Regions from separate parts of the Macaca mulatta genome. Here region 2 is linked to region 1. The links are chromatin contacts, called in public Hi-C maps. All regions are on one chromosome and are shown on one strand. The core of a region is the stretch at or near the end of the contact, and the rest is flanking DNA. Distances in the headings are between cores, read along the strand shown.

The links. A called contact is a pair of places that touch in the nucleus more often than the background predicts.
Region 2: a contact with region 1 is called in a Hi-C map of cortical neurons, with 3 times the contacts expected there. The contact joins the promoter of GNPNAT1 here to the promoter of STYX in region 1. A contact is called at or near these places in 3 of 14 Hi-C or Micro-C datasets (cortical neurons, fetal cortex germinal zone and fetal cortical plate).

Annotation. Positions count from the first base shown.
Region 1 is chr7:125,850,268-125,856,824 of T2T-MMU8v2.0, reverse strand. It overlaps STYX (serine/threonine/tyrosine interacting protein), which reads right to left and starts at 2,328. Exons shown (of 11, transcript XM_015143699.3): 1 at 1,964-2,328. The coding sequence starts at 2,020. It overlaps PSMC6 (proteasome 26S subunit, ATPase 6), which reads right to left. Exons shown (of 14, transcript XM_028851551.2): 14 at 4,495-4,990. The coding sequence ends at 4,872.
Region 2 is chr7:125,919,977-125,926,533 of T2T-MMU8v2.0, reverse strand. GNPNAT1 (glucosamine-phosphate N-acetyltransferase 1) reads left to right here and starts at 3,407. Exons shown (of 6, transcript NM_001260699.1): 1 at 3,407-3,554.

The DNA.
Region 1 (6,557 bases), core at 1,079-3,578:
CATTCACATTATTGCATGTTAAGTATAAATTCATTTTTATAACTAGCCTAAATATGACCTCTTTTTTTCTTATTTAAGAGTATAATTGGCCGGGCACGGTGGCTCACGCCTGTAATCCCAGCACTTTGGGAGGCCAAGGCGGGCGGATCACAAGGTCAGGAGTTTGAGACCATCCTGGCCAACACGGCGAAACCCCGTCTCTACTAAAAATACAAAAAAAATTAGCCAGGCGTGGTAGCGGGTGCCTGTAGTCCCAGCTACTCGGGAGGCTGAGGCAGGAGAATTGCTTGCTTGAACCAGGACCCGAGGGGGAGGCTGCAGTGGGCTGAGATAGCGCCATTGCACTCCAGCCTGGGGCAACAAGAGTGAAAACTCTGTCTCAAAAAAAGAAAAAAATAAAAAAAATAAAAAAAAATAAAGAGTATAGTTTTGGGCCAGGTGCGGTGGCTCACACCTGTAATCCTAACACTTTGGGAGGACAAGGCGGGAGGATCTTGAGGCCAAGAGTTCAAGACCAGCCTAAGGAACAACCCTATCGCTACAAAAAAATAAAATAAAAATAAGCCAGGTGTGGTTCCAGCTACTCGAGAGGCTGAGGTCAAAGGATGGCTTGGGCATGGGAGTTCGAGACTGCAGTGAACTGAGATCGCACCACTGCACTCCATTTTGCAATGGTGATACCCAGTCACAAAGTCTCTACTCTTAAAACAAATGTAATTGTCAAGCATCAATACCACAAGAGCGCCCTCCAAACAAAAATGTGAACCTAGGCCGGGCGCGGTGGCTCACACCTGCAATCCCAGCACTTTGGGAAACCGAGGCGGGCGGATCACAAGGTACAGAGATCGAGACCGCCCTGGCCAAAATGGTGAAACCCGTCTCCCCTAAAAATACAAAAATTAGCTGGGCGTGGTGGAGCGCGCCTGTAGTTCCAGCTACTCGGGAGGCTGAGGCAAGAGAATCGCTTGAACCCGGAAGGCAGAGGTTGCAGTGAACCGACATCGCACCACATAGCACTCCAGCCTGGTGACAGAGCAAGACTCCGTCTCAAGAAAAAAAAGAACCTCAAATGAAGATACTCAATAGAATAAATATTCGGAATAAACTGAATGGTCTCCTAAAAATAGGGCTTCATTTTTCCCAACTACTTTAAAGGTATTTTTAACTAGCGATGTTACATTTTCTTTCTTAATCCTACTAAAGCATAGCTGAGTATCTTCGTCTTGTTAATTTAGCCTCCAGAAAATTCTAATTTAGTAGTCTGCAATGCCGTTAAACGTTAAACTAGCAACAGATGAAAAATAAAATCCGAATAGAAACAGCAGGCAGGGATGTAAGGTGGAGTAAAAATAGCCACGAATTAGAAACCAGGAGAAAAGGTATATAGAATTTTACTTTCAATATTAATTTTCCTCCAAAGGTCGAGATTTCTGATTAAGAGTTATCAGATTCAGATGAGCTAGCTTTGAGACACTTTATTGTGCGGGTCATAGCTTTGTCTAAAAATAAAAAACTTTGGGAAACTTTTCGAAGGCGCGCTTCCAAACTTCAGGCGCCGAGTCTACTCCGCATGTGGGGCCATGTGTCCCACAAGTGAATCGTTTACACCACAGACATTCCTCAAAAGGAGATTAAAACCAACTTCGCTTTCAAGTTACTTTGACAATAAAAGAGGAACCTTACTCCAGGTCAGTCCTGGATGCCAACCAAGCCTAGGGACTCAGGGATTGCTTTTCCTCTTCTCAAATGTAAGTACACCAAACGCTGTCCCTCCGCGGGGTCTGGAAAGGACGAGAAACTCAGTCGGGATTGGAACCGACTGCTCGGCCTCAGAGGTCCCGGGACGCCCTCAGGAGGCAGGGCGCCCGCGCAGGTGGGGGCTAAGACGGTTGGGGACTGGGATCGCCCCTCGGCCGGAGCCACAGGGAGAGGCCTGTGCATGGCAGCCACGGGGCCGACTCACCTCTGCGTCTTCCTTGCACTGTGGAAGGGAAGGGAACTCCAGCTTCATGTCCTCCATGGTGCTGGCCCGCGGGCTGGTGGGTGGGGTGGGAGAGTGTTACACAGCCGGCCGACCCTTGGGCTGGCTGCGGCGGCGGAAGGAAGGAGGGCCGGCGGAGCGGAGGGCTCACAGGCGGGCGGCGGGCTTAAACTAACACACGCAGACTAGAGGGTCCCAGTGACTCCAGCGGCGGCGGCGGCGAAGACGGATAAGAGGAGGGTCGGGCGTTTTACACCCGGCCGCCATGCCGCTGCCGTCTCCCTCCCCTAAAGTCTCCGCAACCCTCAGGCCGCCCAGGATCCAGCACGGGTACCAGCCCGACAACCGTCTCGCTGCCTCCCTCCCGCCCCCTCCACCCGCGCCGCCTCAGCCAATCCCAGCCCACGTTCGCCTTCTGCCCGCCCTCCGCCGCCGCCAGGTGTCAGCGCGCCACCACCCCTGCTCCGCCCCTTCGCTAGAGCGCAGACGCCGGGGGGTGGGGGAGCGGAGCCTCGGTTGCTGCTAGGCCACAGCTCACCCGGCGTGGAGGAGGCGGGGCTGCGGTGGGACAGGACGAGTGAAGGTCCTGGGAAAGGCAGTGGGGCGGTCCGAGCCAGCTCCGCCCTTTCCAGACAGGACGTAGAGCCCTTCTTTAACGTAAGAACAGACAGGCAAAACCTGCTACCCACCAGATAGTGGCATCCGAAAGGAAAGCTATAGTTTCTCCCCTCTCAAAATTCTGCACAATCTATGCTGAGTTTATAACCAAATGAAGAGTTCGATTTAAAATCACGTAGTGCCATACAGAAAATGAAACACCCATCACCTTTAAGCAAAGAATTAAACGGCTCAATGCTTTAACAATCTTAAAAGTATTTTAAGAGTACTTGAAAATACGACTCCGTTTAGATTACCTAGAAAATATCAAGAATGACAACTGAAAAAAATCAGAAAAAGGAACTGATAGCTGACTCAGTAAATTGTGTATAATACTGTAAAGCTTATTCCACTAATTATTATATTTTGAAATAAAATTAATAAACCACATGGCTTTTAATATCTTTTAAAAGGAATTTGCCAGCCTGGGCAAAATAGTAAGACACCCCCCCCAAAAAACTTTCTTTTTTTAATTCCCTGGGCGTGATGGCGTTTGCCTGTAAACCCACAATGAAAAGATTTGGACCAGGCACGGCGGCTCATGCCTGTAATCCCAGCACTTTGGGAGGCTGAAGTGGGCGGATCACCTGAGGTCGGGAGTTTGAGACCAGCCTGACCAACATGGAGAAACCCCGTCTCTACTAAAAATACAAAAATTAGCTGGGTGTGGTGGCCTATGCCTGTAATCCCAGCTATTTGGAAGGCTGAGGCAGGAGAACCACTTAAACCCGGGATGCAGAGGTTGCAGTGAGCCGAGATAGTGCCATTGCCCTCCAGTCTGGACAACAAGAGCAAAACTCTGTCTCAAAAACAGAAAAGAAAGGATTTGTACACCAAATTGATTCTTTAAAAAACAACCACTGCCACAAAGGTAAAAGGCAAGTTACTCATTAACTAAATGCAAATTATAAGTGAAAAGATCACGTAGATATTTGACTTAAACCTCCCCTGACATTCTTTTTATATTGTCACATAAAATGCACTGCCAACACATAGAAACAGAACTGTATAATTTGAGTATTAGATGGCTAACTTGAGCACTCCATTTTCTCTATCACTATTTTAACTGTTCTTCATCTTTTAAAATTAAAAAAAGGCACATAATATCCTGCTAGGAAGTTTTTAATTTGAAGAATTATTGTGTAATTAGCTAGGTCATGTATTTTTGGTTCTTTAGTGTTTATGAAACTGAAGTTGTCTTTTCTTTTCACCAGCATCTTTAATAACTATTTATGCCTAATGATTCCTTTGTGTACTGTTATAGTTTTATTGCCAGATGATACGAGAAAGAATCATGTATAGGTAACAGAAATCTTGTTTTGAACATTTCTGACACTCCTACATCCCCTACATCATACACTCTTAGCCAGGTATCCATAGATACCTAAAGAGTCCTTGGATGAGCCTGGGAAACAATACATTTCCTGAAAGTACAGTATATGCAAAATTGTGTGTATGTTATAATATTTCCTGGAAGAGAGTCCAGACCTTCACATCCTCAACAGGGACCGATCATCTTACATAAACCAAGAAAACTAAGTCACATATTAGCAAATATTCCATTGAATCATACTCTTTAAAAAGTTATGGATGTGTATGTATATTTTCAATTAATCAACAATGAGCTTAATCACAGTAAATGAAGAATAGGTAAATACAATCTGGAAGGAGGAGTATAGACATACCCACACATCCATGTTTTATTTAAGAAGATGATCTTATGAACACCAAGTATGGGTACTATTTTTAAATAATATTCAAAAATCCACAATCCATCTGGGTTATCAAATAGTTTACTTGCTAAAGAACCTAAAGGACCATAGTAAATGTACTCTTAGAAAAGACAAGAATATATATGTAGGAGAACTAAATCAAACAGATTTTATTCAACTTTTTAGATGAGGAAAACAAATGATACAAAATAAGTCATAAGAAATGCTTTCTTATACCACTATCTCAAACAACTTTCAATGTTTTACAAAATGCTCACACAGCAAATATGAAAAGCTTCAACACTCTTCCTTTTGTAACTTGCTGCAATAAATGCAGCTTTAACAAACATACAAATTTCTTCTGTATCTTAAAAGTTGAATTACTAATTTTTATGATGTTACTCATATTTTTATTCATATACTTTTAATGACATCATTGCCAATACATACATTATTTTCTTTAACTTTATTTTTATATTAAGCCATATCTGTCATGCAGCCATCAAAAATCTTACAGTAAATTACACAGGTTTGTAGTCCAATTTAGACTCTAGCTTCTTAGAATCAGCCACTTTTCTGACTGCTTTCATGAAGTCTTCTTGTACTACAAAATCATGATCAGCACGAATTGCGAACATACCTGTGGAGAATAAAACCACATGACTGCTATATATCACATATGAATTATATGCTCATTGCAAGAAAAACAATGTAATTCTATGGAATAAATGTGAAGTTTAGATTTATTACTTCTAAGCCAGTAGTTCCAATTTGCTAAAAACCACCATCTTTTCTCAATTAAAATCCACAGGCTGGGTGCAGTGGCTCACACCTGTAATCCCAACACTTTGGGAGGCCAAGGTGGGCAGAGCGCAAGGTCAAGAGATTAAGACCATCCTGGTCAACATAGTGAAACCCCATCTCTACTAAAAAAAGAAAAAAAAGAAAAAAAAAAATTAGCTGGGCATTGTGGCGCACGCCTGTAGTCCCAGCTACTCGAGAGGCTGAGGCAGAAGAATGGCTTGAACCCAGGAGGCGGAGGTTGCCGTGAGCCGAGATCGCGGCACTGCACTCCAGCCTGGCAACAGAACAAGACTCCATCTCAAAAACAAAAAAAAAAACAAAAAAATCCATAGTGGTGGTGTGATTATTTTCTAAAACAAAAACAGGTGAGACAATTATATGAATATTTAACATCCAGTTCAAGGCTGGGCACGGTGGCTCACAACTGTAATCCCAACACTTTGGGAAGCCAAGGTGGACAGATCACTTGGGGTCAGGAGTTTGAGACCAGCCTAGCCAACATGGTAAAACCCCATCTCAAACACAAAAATTAGCCAGGCGTAGTGGTGGGCGTCTGTAACCCTAGCTACTCGGGAGGCTGAGGCAGGAGAATTGCTTGAACCCAGGGGTGGAGGTTGCAGTGAGCCAAGATCATGCCACTGCAATCCAGTCTGGGTGACACAGTGAGGCTCCATCTCAAAAAAATAAAATAAAATCAGGCTCAAATGGTCCCTGTATCTGACTGTAGGTCTTACTAAAAACAAGCATAAATAATCGAAACAAATCAAAACTACCAACACCATGTACACATTTTAAGCATAATTTAACTTGACAGGAGGCAATTTGCTAGAAGGCACACATTTATGGGGAAAAAAAAATCTTGAGTAAGTTTGATAGCCATTCTTTGTTAATATTCAAAAACTTTGAGAATAGGGAATCACACAGAAAGCCAACAGCGGGTTTTAGCAAAATTCAGAGTCATTATTCATGTGTTAAAATTTACCTAATTTATGTACAAATTGGTATTTTTATTTGATTCATATTTGAGTATCACAACTCAATTTTTTCCTTCAACTTTTTGACAAGTACCTTCTCAAATACTATTTGACAAAGAGGTGAAAGTTTCCTTGTATGTAGTTTATTAAACATTAGTTGTGTCATGGATATGGGTCCCAGATTTTGAGATAATCCTAACTCATGATAAACTAAAGCAGATAAGGTTATTGCTGTTTACTAATTAAATGAATTCTATATTTCCACTGAGGATCTGCCTGCATCGAATTTTCACTTACATAAAATAAGGGAGTTAAAATAGAAAATTTCAAGGATTATTTCCTATCTTCTTTCCTTTCTAGATGTCTACATAAGGAAACAATCTATGTTGTCCTAGAAACCAGGTGAACGGAAATGACTGATTTTTAAAA
Region 2 (6,557 bases), core at 2,158-4,657, 69 kb before region 1:
TTTTTGAGATGGAGTCTCGCTCTGTTGCCAGGCTGGAGTGCAGTGGCGCGATCTTGGCTCACTGAAACCTCCACCTCCTGAATTCCAGTGATTCTCCTGCCTCAGCCTCCTGAGTAGCTGGGACTACAGGCGTGCACCACTACGCCCAGCTAATTTTTGTATTTTTAGTAGAGATGGGGTTTCACCATGTTGGCCAGGATGGTCTCGATCTCTTGACCTCGTGATCTGCCCACCTCAGCCTCCCAAAATGCTGGAATTACAGGCATGAGCCACCGTGCCCGGCCTGTACCATATTTCATCCAGTCTTAGACACATCCATTGTATGACACACCATTAATTTATATACCACTAAGAAAGAAACAATGTGGCTAATTTAAAACTATAATATCTTATCACTTGGAACTTGTAATACCTAGTGAAACAACTCTTTTATATTTAATTAGACATGGATTGTTATATCTAATTCCTGTGCAAACATTAAGAGGAAAATATAAATGAAATAAATTGGTTAAGGTATTCTTTTTTTGAGGGGGATGGAGTCTCGCTCTGTCACCCAGGCTGGAGATCAATGGGCACAAGCTCGGCTCACTGCAATCTCTGTCTCCCGGGTTCAAGTGATTCTCCTGTCTCAGCCTCCTGAGTAGCTGGGACTACAGGTGTGTGCCACCACACTGGTTAATTTTTGTATTTTTCTGAGACAGGGTTTCACTATGTTGGCCAGGCTGGTCTTGAACTCCTGACCTTGTGATCTGCCTGCCTCAGCCTCCCAAAGTGCTGGGATTACAGGCGTCAGCCACTGTGCCTGGCCAAGGTATTCTTAAACTTCTCGTTCAGGCCAACATTCCTGAATCATTTCTCAACTGAATCACTGACATCCATGTTTTTCCATATAATAGCCTTATCTGTGCCGATGAGGATATTGTTGTTGGTTGGACGTGGTGGCTCACACCTGTAATCTCAACACTTTGGGAGGCCGAGGTGGGCGGATCACAAGGTCAGGAGTTCAAGACCAGCCTGGCCAACATGGTGAAACCCCATCTCTACTGAAAATACAAAAATTAGTTGGGTGTGGTGGCGTGTACCTGTAATCCCAGCTACTCAAGAGGCTGAGGCAGGAGAATTGCTTAATCGGAGCCCAGGAGGTGGAGGTTGCAGTGAGCTGAGATCATGCCACTGCACTCCAGCCTGGGCTACAAAGTAAGACTCCCTCTCAAAAAAAAAAAAAAAAAAAAAAAAAAAGGAATATTGGTGAATGCAGCATTTCTTCTAAGAATCTAGAAAAATAAATAAAAATCACCAAAGGACATTCCAATGGTTCCATTAAACCAGAAGTTGAAACTGTCTCCTGGTTATCTTGGGCTCCTCATTGCCGAGTGAACCTACCTACAGGCAAAGAAAGGGGTTAACTTTACTGGCCAGAGTGATCGACTTTGTCTATTAATGAGAAATTGGGTTCTTATGGCCCAATGTGGGTAAGGAGGAGGATATCTGGAATGTATGAGATCTCTGGGGGTACCTCTTACAAGTCTTGTGTTCTGTGATTTTATATAATTGCTTACATTTCACTTTTTGCTAATTTATAAAATGTACAGCAGTTTGTTGTACAGGAGAAAATCACTGAAAACATCTGACCAGAAATCTGCTAAGAAAAACGGGGAGGGCCAGGTGCTTAAGATTAGTGGTGTGTACATAAGTATTTTTTTAAAATTTTTGTTTGTTTTGAGACAGGGTCTTGCTCTGTGGCCCAGACTGGAGTGCAGTCATGCAGTCATGGCTCACAGCAGCCTCTACCTCCCAAGCTCAGGTTATCCTCCTACCTCAGCCTCCTGAGTAGATGGGACTACAGGCACTTGCCACCATGCCTGCCTAATTTTCAGTATTTTTTTGTAGAGACAGGTTTTTGCCATGTTGCACAGGCTGGTCTGAAACTCCTGGACTCAAGCTCAAGATCCACTTGCCTAGGCCTCCCAAAATGTTGGAATTACAGGTGTAAGCCACCACGCCCAGCCATGAGTATTTATTTTTATTTATGCCTTGTGTATTCTTTTTCTTTTCTTTTTTTTTTAGAGACAGGGTCTTGCTCTATTGTCCAGGCTGCATTCAACCTCGTGGGCTCAAGTGATCCTCCTGCCTCAGCCTTTGGAGTAGCTGAGACTATGGATGCACACCACCACATCCTGTTCATGCCCTATATATTCTTTTGTATGTATGGGTGTAAAAACAGAGATAAAAACAGAGACGTGGATGCCATCAGCTCACTGATGTTTGAAGTTCTGAGAAAGCATAAATCAGTAAAGGAGTTAACTGAAATTTAAATCTCATAAATGAGCAAAAAATATAATGTCTGGTATACGATCTATGGGGTTCTTGAATACTATTGCTTAAGAATAAAATACTTTGCGATTTCAATAAATCGAAAATTATGGTACAAGGCAAGGAAGGGGAGCTACTAGCTACGAGACTAGTAAATTATGTAACATCTCTGAACCTCTGTTTCCTTATCTGTTAAAATAGGGACAAAGTGCTACTTAGGTAAGACACTTCAGAAATGGGGCTCTGAAGGAAGTCACTTTTCTTCTAACGAAAGGTTTCTAAACCTCAGCACTCCAGACATTTCAGGCCAGGTAATTCTTTGTTGTGCGGCGCTGTCCTGCGCATTGTAAGGCGTTTGGCAGTATTCCCGGCCTCTACTCACCTGTGCCCTCCACCATCTGGAGATTCCAATGGCACCTCTCTCCCACATGAGAGGCTGAAAATGATTCATACATTGCCAAATGTCTCCTGGGCGGCAAAACTGTTGCAGTTTTTATTGGATGAACATGAACTCCATGTTCATCCAATAAAGCGTTTGAGGGACTGAGAAATGAAACAAGTCCCAAAGGAGTAGAATGCAGTGGCCCCGACTCCTAGTTTCACGAAGGCAGGAACTGTGACTCAGAGGCCTGGGGATGCGGGGCTCTGAGCTGCCAGTTGGTAGGAAAAGTCCTAATTAATGGATTGAATCATGAAGGGAGGGCAACAAGGGACAAATGGAGAGGGCCAGTGGTCGAGTCTCAGGATCAAAGAGGCCCACACTGGTCACCACTTACGCTGCTGGGCTGACTGCTAGGCAGGCGTACGCAGATAAACCGAGACAATGACGCGGTGGGAAAGGCCTTGTGGAGGGAGGAGGAGGAGCCCGGAGAGCCCAGTTTTGGTCCGGCGGCCACCGCCCCGGGCGCCGACGCGAACCTCAGGCCCCGCCCCTCGTCCTCCTGGTCCGCCCCCGCTCTCCGGGCCCCGCCCCTCGCTCGCTGGGCCTGGGCCGGTGGCGCCTCGGCCCGCGCCTCCGTCTCCGCCTCCGCCCGCCTGCGCGCGGCCCTGCGTGAGGGGGTAGAGGCGGGGTGGAGGCGTTGGCGCTGCCACGTCTGGGCCGCGGTTCCCGACTGTGGCGCGGGCGGTGGAGGAGGAGGTGGGGCTGGCGCTGAAGCCGGATCCGGATCCGGTGCTGTGCACCCTGGTGCGGGAGAGTCCGACGCGCCTGGCAAGGAGCGCCGATCGCGGGGCCTCTACGGGTGAGGAGAGACCGGGGCCGGGGCTCGAGAGCTGGACCGTGTGTCCTGGGGGCTGGGGCGGGCCTGCCTTCAGGTTTATCTAACAGGTGTGACTGGTGCCCCGGCGAGGCCCCCGGGGGTGTTGTGGAGGAGCCGGGCGTTAATCCTCGCCAGCTGGGTGCACATGGTGTGGAGCGCGGGTCCCAGGAAGTTGAACGCACGCGCGCCTGGAGCAAAGGTTAAGGATGATGGCCAGCGGTCCGGCCATACGAGGGTCTTGGCCTGGCAGGACTGGCACTGGGACTGGGGTCGGAACTTCGCTTCCCAGACTTTGGCGTGGGAAATGAGACAGTTGGTCGCGTTCTCTGCAGCCATGGGTTTTGAATGGGCACGAACTTCCCAGGCCCCTTTTTTTCTCCTATTCCCGGGCGCATCCCACGGTGGTCGGGAGCCCCTGAGGCAGCTGCTCCGAAGACCACCTCCGCACCGACTAGGTCGGCGCTTTCCCCACGGTACAGAGGGACATCCTTTGTCTCTTTTTCCTAGGCTCCTACTTCTAGAAACACCGAGTGGTGTACTGTGATTTCTGTTGTAGGAACTGATGTTTATGTAAGCCAAACTAATTTAAAATTTTCATACAAAATTGAACGGACGATTATACGATTCGTTTTGTTAGGATAATCCCTCATGAACGAATCCTAGAATGGATCTTAAGAAATTAATTTAGGCAGGATTTGCCAAATAGGGGAGAGAGCGCTAGCTGTATGGTAGGATGATGTGAAGATTGGGGTCTGCTGAGGATGGTAATCGAGGTCAAGATGCGAAAACAAGAGGATTCTAGCCCCAGGTCACTTATATGCTGTGTTACCTAAGGGGCAAGTCTTGGGAGTTCCAGGTGCTTCAGCTTCCTCATCTGTAGACTGGGAATAACACCTAGATTGTAAAGGTCAAATAAACTATCAGAAAATACTTTTGAAAATTCATGCAGTTACACAATTTAATAAACATGGCCAGGTGTGTTAAAAATCATTAACGAAAGAGATTCAGAATGGATTCTTGTTATCGAAATTGTTATAAAATGAATATAGAGGAATCCGAAGTCCGCCCCTCCCCCATTCACCTGTACTTAGAAGGTGCCCCAGGAGCTCTTGAGAAATACATAGGGTGGTTTAGATTTGGCCTTAGATTATGTTTTTAAAATTTGTAGATTGACTTTTAAAATCTTTATCTCCGGTGTCTATTACTTGTTGCTCTCAGTTGGTTGCTTCTAGCAGCAGCCTCTCTCCCCAATTCGTATTCCAATCTGATACCGAGGCTCAGAAGCCAAATAGTTGAAATTTTGTTTAAAAATATTCAATTGAGTGAAAAAATATTCAATTGACTTGATGACTAGTAAAAATGAATTTGGTGTATGTTTTCCGCGGTATTGTGGCAGTTTGGGAATTTTTTTTTTTTTTTTGTCCTTCTGGATTTTCTGAAATGTGACCTACAAGTAAGTTTTATTCGTTATTCATTCACTAGGCATTATTGGGCTAGGGTTAGGCTTAAACGGGTCTTCTAAACGCCCGCTAATTTAGCAGTTAATCAGAAAAGGTTCTGAGGAATCCTTAAGGAGGGTTAGTGTTTACTATACTTTTTAAAGTTAATCTAAAAACTTTAAAGATCCTAATGATACGAGATTTCGCTTCATGCAACTGTGCAATTTTATTTGCAGAAATTTCCTAGTTTTGCAGTATCTGGGCACTTGAAGATGCTACAAGATTATTTATATAAAGGTACTTATTTAATTATGTTCTAAAACCCTTTGGAACTGGGTTTCAAGTCGTATCTTGCTTCATCTTGCCCAGTACATTAGTTGGGCACCAGCAGAATTTTACCGTTTGAGGAGAGAGTGAGCTAAAGTGGGCCTTCAGTATGGCTCTGTTTTGTAGAAGAGCCCATAAAAACATTTTTGATCTTAATTTCTGATTGCCTGGTTCATAGATTCTTATTTCAATCTGGAATGCTTTGTTTAATGTATTTTGACTAGTCTGATTCCCATTTTCCAAATGTAAGTTCTAAGTGCTGCTTATGACTTAATTTTTAACCCTTGTACAATAATAAGGTAGGGAATATATCTACTGTAGTGCATCTTCAGTGTAATGGTTAAGAGCAGAGTCTGAAGTCATACTACCTAGCAGGACTGGCTACGTAATCTGTAGTAATCCAAATTAAAATGCAGAGTTCTTTGTTAAAAAATTAAGAATTTCAAAACAGTGGCAGCAGGGTATTAAACTAAGTGCAGTGTGCCCTCTGTAACGGCACAGGTCAGGGGCTTCTGAAGCTGGCCCTGTTGCCTCATTTTGAATCCTCACTCTGTTCCTTGTTGGCACTGTAACCTTGAGCAAGTTACTGTGCCTGCTTCCTTATTTGTAAAATTGGGATAATGACACATTGTTCATTGTATTTTTAAGAGTTAACATATAGAAAGTTTTCATTAAGTGTTAGCCAATATTATTTATTTTTATGATCATTCTTGGAATAAGACTGTCTCTGAAGTACAAGAACATATTAGTATTTCCTGGTTAAAACTCATTAGTTAAGGGCTTCCTAATCCTAGTTGTTTTCCTGTACACTTCTTCCCTCTCATGAAACTTATTAACCCTATTTTTCATGTTTTCTAGACCACATTTTTATTGTAAACACAGACTTTATAGGAAAAAGGAATCTAGTTAAATGTGGTTAAGGTTGATTTAAATTCTCTTTTGAGTTTTCTTTGAACTTTGTATTTACAACTATGTTTAATAGCGTGACCAAAATGTTTAAATAGTGTGCTGCCTTGAGGAATTTACATTTTTAATACTGTACACATTTCACTTTATTAATAAATAGCCTGTTATCTACATACCTGAAAAACAATGTTGCTACCTACCTTTCAGATGAGAGTACACATACAAACCTCGAGGATCCAATTTAGACAAAACACTAAAACACATGGATTCAAATTCATCTATTAAAAACTTGTTTTGGCTGAGCATGCTGGTT